2 separate regions of the Mus musculus genome follow, and region 2 is linked to region 1. The links are chromatin contacts, called in public Hi-C maps. All regions are on one chromosome and are shown on one strand. Each heading gives the region's core, a stretch centred on a gene start, on an enhancer-like site or on the middle of the called end of the contact. The rest is flanking DNA. Distances are from core to core; before and after follow the strand shown.

Region 1 (4,232 bases), core at 735-3,234:
CAGAGATTTTACTTGTTCTGACAGTAGCTATGTCATACCTGTGTCCCTTCCTCCCTGCTGGCCCTAGGACATCTGTCACACAGCTGCCTCCTGTGGAGGGTAGGGATGAGGGAGCAACCTTGCTGGTTGGAGACTCGTTTTGTCCTCTAGGTGAGTGTTGAGCTGTCCCTATCTTGAGCCATTACCTTTTGTCTTCCTAGTTTCTACGTGGACCAAAACCCTCAGAGTGGAGCAGCTCAGTCAGTGCCACTGTCACAGCCCAAAGGCACTTTCTGGGAAGCCGGCCAAGGAAATCCTAAAACAAAACTTAGAATTTGTGTTTTTACTAAAGCCACTTTGCAGATGAAGTTCTATCATATTCATTTGTAAGGCTCTGTTTTCTGCAGTAGTCTTCTAGATACATAAAGGTCTTTGGTCAGCTCATCCTATCCAAATTTTGGCATGCTGCCTGGTTTTTCTTATACTAGACTGAAGCCTTTTCGCTAACATCCCTGATTTAGCCTCATCTTCTCCTATAAGAGCACACCGTTCACCACCAACCTGCCCAAACCTTTATGAGCTGATTTCCATGTGTTATAGCACTGGAGCCCACAGGCCTTTCTAAGTACAGGTCTCCCAAGACTTGAGCCTGAATTATCCACATTGCAGTTTCTTCTGCCTTGGTTCAGTGGAGTAGGTAGGTTGCTGCGCTCTATCCTCTAGGGCTAATAAGGCTGTTGAGGGTCTTCAGTGGAATGGCTGGGTTTAGTTTTGACTAATGACAGAACTGACGATCGTACTATCTGCTGTTTACATCGCTTACTAGCTAGAAATCCAAAAGGAATGGGGTTCTCAGAGTCTGTTTCTGCCAAAATCTGTGATCTCTTGTGCCTGGCCACTAGGGATGGCTGGCATCTAGGTAGTGGCAAGCCCAAATGTACTTTCCAGAATTTGTACTTTGTTGTGGTGTGAAAGCAGCTCAGAGAGTGAATGGCCCTAGGACTGAGCGCCTGCTTTGTTCTGAGTGCTTATTAACCCAGCAGGCCTATGAACTTGGTCCCCCAGACTGGAAAGCCAAAACAGGGTTTTCTAGTTCTGAGTCTAGCAGGAACACCTCTTCCCAACTCCCTAAATTCTGGAGCAGGGATGTAAATCCAGAGAGAACACTTGGGCTGCCTACTACAGACTAAGGCAGATTCTGGTTGCTACAAGGAAGAGGTAGGCACCCGCTTCCTTGGTTCTTCAGGCTCTTATGGATGTGGGACTGAATGGATTCAGTGAAGTTACCACTCTGTTGTCTCTTCCCTCCTTGAAACATACCTTGCAGCTACTCTGGCAGGAACCAGGCAGAAGAGAGGGAGGACAGCTATTTGGCAGGGACTGTGCTACATGGTGTCTTCCTGCTGTTGACAAGGGTGGGCAAATGGCAAGTTAGAACACCTGGGAGGGGCTTGCACATTTACCTGCTATCAGTGCCACTTTTGTCAAGAGACTGGCATACTGTGCCCACAGTGGGCACCTGTATGTTAATAGCTTTTCTTGATCTATGCCTTTTGACACATGTTCCCTTCCATGGAAAGTGGGTGATTCAGTTTATTCAGAACTTGAGTTGAAGGTAAACTGCCTAGGATAAAGCCTGCTCAATCACTGAATATAAAAAGGGCTGCCAGTGCTCTGTTCTCCCCCAAACAAGCACCAGAAGAGACATGTCCAGTGGGCGGAAGTCTATTACGTGGTCCTGCTAACCTGCAGTTAGTGCTTCGGAAAGATCTTGCCCCTAGCTCCTGTCCACACATCTTGGTCTTGTTCTTGTAGCCCCATATGAGAAGGCTGGCTGCAGTGAGAGCGAACTCCCATTCCTTAGCAGGATTCCAGCACAAGTTAGGTTGCTCTGTGAAATGGGTGGGCCGAGGGCAGGAGTGGTCACTCAGGGCACTGGTCTCTCTCCCATGCTTCTGAGTAGCTGGCTTTGTTCAGCTTTGCCAGGAAGGTCAGACTGTGTCATAATTGTTATTAAACACAGAAAATGAGCCAACTTTTTTCTGGCCCTTGCTGACTATTGTTCTTTGAGTTGTCCTGACATAGCCCTTGGGGAAATTGGGGAGGCAGCCAAAGACCTGCAGTGTCCTTGCTGACAATGTCTTGGATCCTGGTCCCCAGCACCTGCTTTGTGTCCTGACCTCAGTGTGGACGGCTTTGTTCTCAGGGGGCCCGACTGCTGAGAAGTACGGCTGGGGGTGATTTGAACAGTCTGCCTTTGGTGTGCTTCCTGTCTCCCAGGAACAGCTGAAGCGACTATCCTGGTGCTAAGTGAGGGTCACCTGCTACTGCGGCCAACTATGAAAGCGAACTAAGAAATAGCATATTCTGTCACATAGACCTATGTGTGGCCCTAGCTGGCCTCCTACCTGCCTGGTCGACTCACTGTGTAGACCAGGCTGGCCTCAGACTTGGGTGCTCTTCCTGCCTCTACCTCCCAAGCACTGAGTTACAGGCATGGGCCACAACTGGCTGGAGTGTAGAAATCCTTCACCCTGGGAAACATTGGAATAGAAAGACAGCCTTTGCTTTTGGTGTGGGCTGTGTGTGGTGGGAGGTGCGAGGATGACCTCTTCTGTCTGAGTCTCGGGCCTCTTAAGGTCCCCCATGGGGATGCTGCTATTTCCAAGATGCAAATTGCACATTTCCTAGATTTTGTATCTGCAAATATGGATAAGGGATGGGATGAGGGACAAAACTGCTTGTGTAGTTTGAATGGGCCTCGGCGGTACTTCCAATCTTTTAACTGTTCCTAAATAAAAATGTACAGACACTTCTTATCTGCTGTCTTTGTGGGGGGGAGTGAATTAATAAACAAAAATCTAAAATCCCTTCTATTGATTTTTGGGGGCAGGGGACAAATCTGACCCTTAAAAGTAAATAGGTATTGGGGCTTCCCTCAGCTCCCCAGGGAGATTCCAGTTTTTGGAATTCTTTGTCTTCTGCATTCCTGAACTCACTGTGATGCAAAACTGTCTGCGTATAAAGCAAGTCTGATCTTAGAGCCATGAACTGTGGGGTGTGAGGGCATGGGCAAGTTTTCCTGTGTTCCTTTCTTTTTCTGTGTGAGAGAAGAGGTGTCGGTGAAGCATGCTGTTTGCTAAGGAGAGCCTGTCACCGTGCAGAAGGACCCTGGACCCTACTAGAGGACCAGTGTCATCCCTACACCTCCAAGCCTCATAGCAACTGGTTGTTGCTAGGATGCTCTCATTGGCCATAAAGAAAAGGGGACTCCCAAAATAAAGCCACCTGAGTGAAGTGTCAGGATCTGCTCTTGATCTGCTCTTTCCCAAGGCCAGCTCAGGTCCTAAAGAAGTTGTGTGTTGAATCTAACAGCCAGGTCATAGAACTAACTAAACTAGGGCAATACCATGGAACTATCTCTTGAGTCCTTGGTGGGCAGGTTCAGAACACACTGGTGGAGACGGCAGGATCAGCCTGCAGGGAGCTGTAGAGTCTTCCTGATAAGACACAGTGACCCATGGATATAAATCCTCTGGGGATTTATATCCTAGGTGGGGAAAGCCTCTAAGGGAAAGATGCACTTAACTAAAATGTAAGGCAGGTCTGGGCTTGTTTTGGTCACTAAGTTGGTGGGGTAACCTCACACTCACTCAGCAGATCTGATATGGTCGAGGTAAGGAATAAGTTGAAAGACAAGTGACTGTTTAGTCCCTGTCCTCAGCTAAAGTCCAGGGTGAGTCTGGCCCCAAGTGAGGCCCCAGCTCTCTCTGTTAGGGGCACAGCTACTTGTGATTTTTCTTAGTAAAGGCCACAAAATGTTTCTGTCTTTTAATCCCGCATTTCAGTCCTATACCCCTGAAGTCACAGGCAGTGACTTCTTTTGTTAACGTGTTTTCACTGGTAACACTCAGTGGTCCCTCTTTACTTGTCTCTGGCCTGCTAGCCAAAAGGAGTCATCTCTTGGCTTGTATTCCTGTTATCACTGCCTTCCCTTCCAACCCCACTCTTTTGGTTTCCTCTGCCAAAGATAATGGTTCTCAACCTGACTTCTCATTTTCATGCTCCAGGGAGCAAAGCCCTGACAACAGTATTTCTCAGATGTACCTGAGGGTGTTTTTAAACAATGCTTGGCTGAGATTCTACAGGTCATAACCCAATGGGTGCAAAGCAGTGTTAACCAAGCTGTCACATGTAGGGACACACTGGATGAATCAGGCAAGACAGCCACGGGGCACCAAGATGGGTCTCCT
Region 2 (4,232 bases), core at 1,054-3,553, 170 kb before region 1:
TGTGTGAGGAAAGTCGGGATATAAGGAGATAACCAGGAGCCAAAGCCATCTGTGGCTTGTCATTGAAACAATGACAGTCCTCCAAAGTGGCAGAGGCTGGCCAGCAGAGTGGACCACAGGGAACCCTTGCAGGAGGACAGGCCTGGCAGATGAGCCCTTTATCAGTGCAGAAGTAAGGGAGCTTATTCCATCACAACCCACAATGGGGGTAGCTCCCTCCAGCCAGCTGGACTCTGAAATGTCTTAGAGACTTCCAGGCTCTCCCACAATGGACCAAGCTGGCTGGACCCCGCCCTTGGGGATCTGATTGTGCAGTGAGTGGCAGAGAGAATGACTGGGTTGTGCAGTCGTTGCCCTTTCCTAACTTAACACCAGGTAAGATTTGAGACAGTGTTTTGTTCCCCTGCTGGCCTGTGTGTGCTGTCACACAGTGATAGCAACCTCCAGGGCCTTCACAGAAGCCCCACCCAGCATTCAAAAAGGAATATGGGGGTTCCCGACTGGGCAAAATTATAGAAGGATTTGTATTAGTCTGTTTGAGCTACCATGACAGAGTCGCGTAGTCTGGGAAGTATAAACTTTTTTTCCCACCATCGAGAGGTCAGGAGTCCAAGATCGGGGTTCTGACGTGTCCATCTGTTTCTGCTGAACACTTACTGACTTGCAAACAGCTGCATTCTTGTGGGCACCCAGAGCAGATGCATGAAGGAAGAGAGTGCTTGAAGGCCCCTTTTAAGGATGTAGCCGGGGCTTGCTATCCTAGGCACAAAGGACGAAGTGGAGAGCTGTGGACTTCCACCTCTGTCTGAACAGCTGCCCCCACAGGAGCTGAGAAACAGGGCTGTCCATCCAAGGAACTTCCCACAACCCACAGGCACTCCACTCTAGGTGAGTGGTTCTCAACCTTCCTTTTTTTCAAAAAAGATTATTTATTTTATGTATGTGAGTACACTGTAGCTGTCTTCAGATACACCACAAGAGGGCATCAGATCTCATTACAGATGATTGTGAGCCATCCCTCCAGCCCCAGTTCCCAACCTTCCTAATGCTGCAAACCCTTTAGTAACAGTTCCACATGTTGTGGCGACCCTTGACCATAAAATTGTTTTTATTGCAACTTCATAACTGCAATCTTGCTCCTATTATGAATCGTAAGGTACTTTTGGAGGTCGAGGTTAGTCAAAGGGGTTGTGACCCACAGGTTGAGAACCGCTGCCCTAGGCACAGCAGTGTTTGTGAACTTGGATGTCTACTTCTCAGGGCTCCTACTACTCAGGATGACACACCTGGATGACGTGGAGGCTTAAGGTGGCAGGAGGTGATGGAGATCAGAAGCTTGGCACGTGGCTACTTAGCTGGTACCTCAGTAGCTGGTGTCTGCCTTACAGGGATGTGAGCTCTGTGCTGGTTCATCCCTCATTCCACAGAGCATGGAAACGCATGGTACCTCAGTAGCTGGTGTCTGCCTTACAGGGATGTGAGCTCTGTGCTGGTCCATCCCTCATTCCACAGAGCATGGAAACGCAGATGTTCCCTTATCCTTGATATTTTAAAATGTATTTTATTTATTCTTTGAGAATGCCCTGCATTTACACGATGTATTTTGTTCATAGTTACCCTCCTACAACCCCTCCAACTTCTCCCAGACTCCTTCCCACACCACATCTTCCTCCCATCTCCGTAGTCTCTTCTGTTAGTCTGCTGGATCCATAAGTGTTTCTAGTGTGTGTGTGGATATGGGGCCATCCATTGGAGTATGGACAACTTCCCAGTAGCCGCATCCCTGAAGAAAACTGATCTTCTGCCCCTCGAAGCTATCAGTAGTGAGTGCCTCTGCTAGGGGTGGGGCTTTGTAAGTGCCTCCCCCAGCCATGAGGAGATTTGCTGTGGAACAGTGTCTTCCTGCCGTGACAAGGCTGTACACATAGGGCCTCACAACGGTTGCCTTCTCAAGCCCCGAACACGCTCGATTCCCTGACTCTTAAGTGTCTGCCATCAGTTATTTTCACACTGAGTTATTTTACTTGAAGCAGACAAGTATCTGGCTGCAGGCTGAGCCTCGCTCACAGAGCTCAGTGTGAGCGATTACAGACCCGTGGGTGCCGACAGGTTCCTGATACAATCCGAAGGTAACAGGAGATACAGAAGCAGATTCCGTGTGGAGGGAGGTGACTCCCATGCCCTGGCTTTAAAAGCAGCAGGCTTATCTGGAGGTTTCAATGCAACACTGAGGCCAGACAAGTAGCTTAAGAAAGTCCCCTGAGTAATGTGTCCTTGGGCCCCTACTCAGGCCCTGTTGGAGTGCCTGTGACTGTAGCAACAACACCCTTCAGATAACCTCGGTTTTCTCCCAGTGTCTCTGGGCTCCCAGACCCTTAATGATTGCCAAAAGTGACACTCTCTATAGCCCCCTGCAGGTCTGAATACTGGGAGCAGTGGCCAGAGGAAAGGGAGAGCAATCCCCAGCATGCCCGTGGTGTGATGGACCAAGACAGCTGGAGCTGCCTAGACACCACTCCCATCATGCCCTTCCCGCCCCCGCTTCAGCTCTGACCCAGGCTTTTCCACTCGATTTCAGACTTTCCAGACAGCAAAGCCCAGATGGCCAAGGAGGGAGGGAGGGAGAAGTAGGAATCCGCAGGGATTGGACACAAGGTCTCAGCATCTTTTGGATCCTATATGTATTTCCAGCATCCAGGAATCCCCTCCTAATCTGGGCCAACTTCCCAGCTCTCATCCCTGGGACCCCAAAAGCCACCCTTCTTACATGGATATGGTAACTCTTATAAATGCTCTCATCCACAGGCCAGTAAAACATGGCCCCTGTTGTCTGAACTACCTACTATTCAGGAAGAATTCTTACACCCTTGGACAATTTTTGCTTGAACCCCTTGGGACTCTGGAATAAAACCCTGTGGGAACACAGAGGAAGACCTTCATCATGGTATAGGCAGGAGCATCACAGACTTTTCTCTGTGCCTCTGTGGGATTGGGAGAAATGACCCCAACACCCCCAGCACTACTTAGGTGCTGGGAAACCCCTGACTTCGCTATTTCAGGGACCTGGGGGGGCTTTTGTTCCCTTCAGACCAGAGGAAGAGGCTCAGAGCCTGCTACTAGAAAGCCACAGGAAACTACCAGCTGCTTACAATTGGGGCTGACTCCAGGATGCTCTCAGCACAGGCTGATGGATGCTGAGATGCCACATGGCCTGGGCCTCTTCTCCTGTGTCTGTTTAATGAAGAAGGCCCCTCCAGCTCCGTTGCCCCACCATGGAACCATGAGTTGCTGTGCTCCCCTTGTTGGGGTAGGAGGTCTCCAGGCTAGGCTCAACCTTAGACTGCAGGGCCCTCTCCCTGGCTGGGGCTCAGCACTGATATTCCCATTCAATCTTGCCTTAGAGCAGGAGTCCTGAGTCTCCCAGGCAGGATCCCTACCTCCCTATTAGTCTGTTCCCCATGAGGCTTTTTTGTAAAAACTTTGGCTGGAGACCAAGGAACTTTTGAAACCTCTATGGGCTAGACCAAGATGTACAGACCTGTCTTCCTCCTAGAGTTGATAGGGACCAGATTGTTCACAAATACTGAGGTGGAAGCTGGAGGTGGAAGAGAGGAAAGGATTGCTTAAAGTGGCCTTGCCTACTGCAGAGGCCCTGGCAGCAGTCTCCCCATCGGAGTGGGTGGGATGTGGGAGAAGTGAAGCCCGGAGCCAGGGAACTCCCATAACACACATGTGACATATATGAAGTCACCCACCCTAACATGTTTAGGTATAGATGTGTTAGATAGATAACAAACCTCAAAACTACATACTAACATGATCGATGTATAGAGAGGGGGGGCACAGGTGACCCAGGCACTACAGCTGCAGAGCCATACGCAAACATGATTTATATCAAGACACAAACACCCCAAAGGGGTATACAAAGGTTCACACTGCAGACAATGCCAAGCCAGGCACAAGAGGTTAAGAAAGGGCTGGAACTCACTGTTCATCCAACCTGCTGGAAGCCAACACACATGCATGTGTGCATGTGTGTATATGCCCTTGTGCGAGCACACATACATGTGCACGCACACAGAGAAAGCCTCTTCCTCCAGGGTAGTTTTTTCTTTTTTTGGGGTGGGGGGGATTCTGGATAGCAACATGCAGTCAAGAGCTGGTGCTGGGAATGGGGCTACTGAAGCAGCTGCAAGCCTCCTCCAGGACAAGTGCCAGGCCGGTTCCTCATC

The links. Hi-C and Micro-C count contacts between places; a contact is called where the count stands out from the background.
Region 2: a contact with region 1 is called in a Hi-C map of Sertoli cells, with 1.6 times the contacts expected there. The contact joins two enhancer-like sites. A contact is called at or near these places in 1 of 39 promoter capture datasets (hippocampal neurons), 15 of 484 Hi-C or Micro-C datasets (the C2C12 cell line, the G1E-ER4 cell line, Sertoli cells and 9 more), 1 of 115 datasets of contacts at active chromatin or transcription factors (astrocytes) and 4 of 9 other capture datasets (adipose tissue, embryonic stem cells, liver and 1 more).

The regions. Positions count from the first base shown.
Region 1 is chr2:160,764,348-160,768,579 of GRCm38.p6, reverse strand. The region is part of intron 32 of Plcg1 (phospholipase C, gamma 1); the gene reads right to left. Among named protein-coding and RNA genes, the nearest start is that of Plcg1, 35 kb to the right of the region's middle. Within about 2 kb of position 1,984, at least 33 of the 459 cell types and tissues checked have an H3K27ac peak or open chromatin away from gene starts, as enhancers often do. A contact at or near this core is called in Sertoli cells and muscle stem cells, where this site is marked.
Region 2 is chr2:160,939,377-160,943,608 of GRCm38.p6, reverse strand. No RefSeq gene overlaps it. Among named protein-coding and RNA genes, the nearest start is that of Emilin3, 29 kb to the right of the region's middle. Within about 2 kb of position 2,303, at least 24 of the 459 cell types and tissues checked have an H3K27ac peak or open chromatin away from gene starts, as enhancers often do. A contact at or near this core is called in Sertoli cells and muscle stem cells, where this site is marked.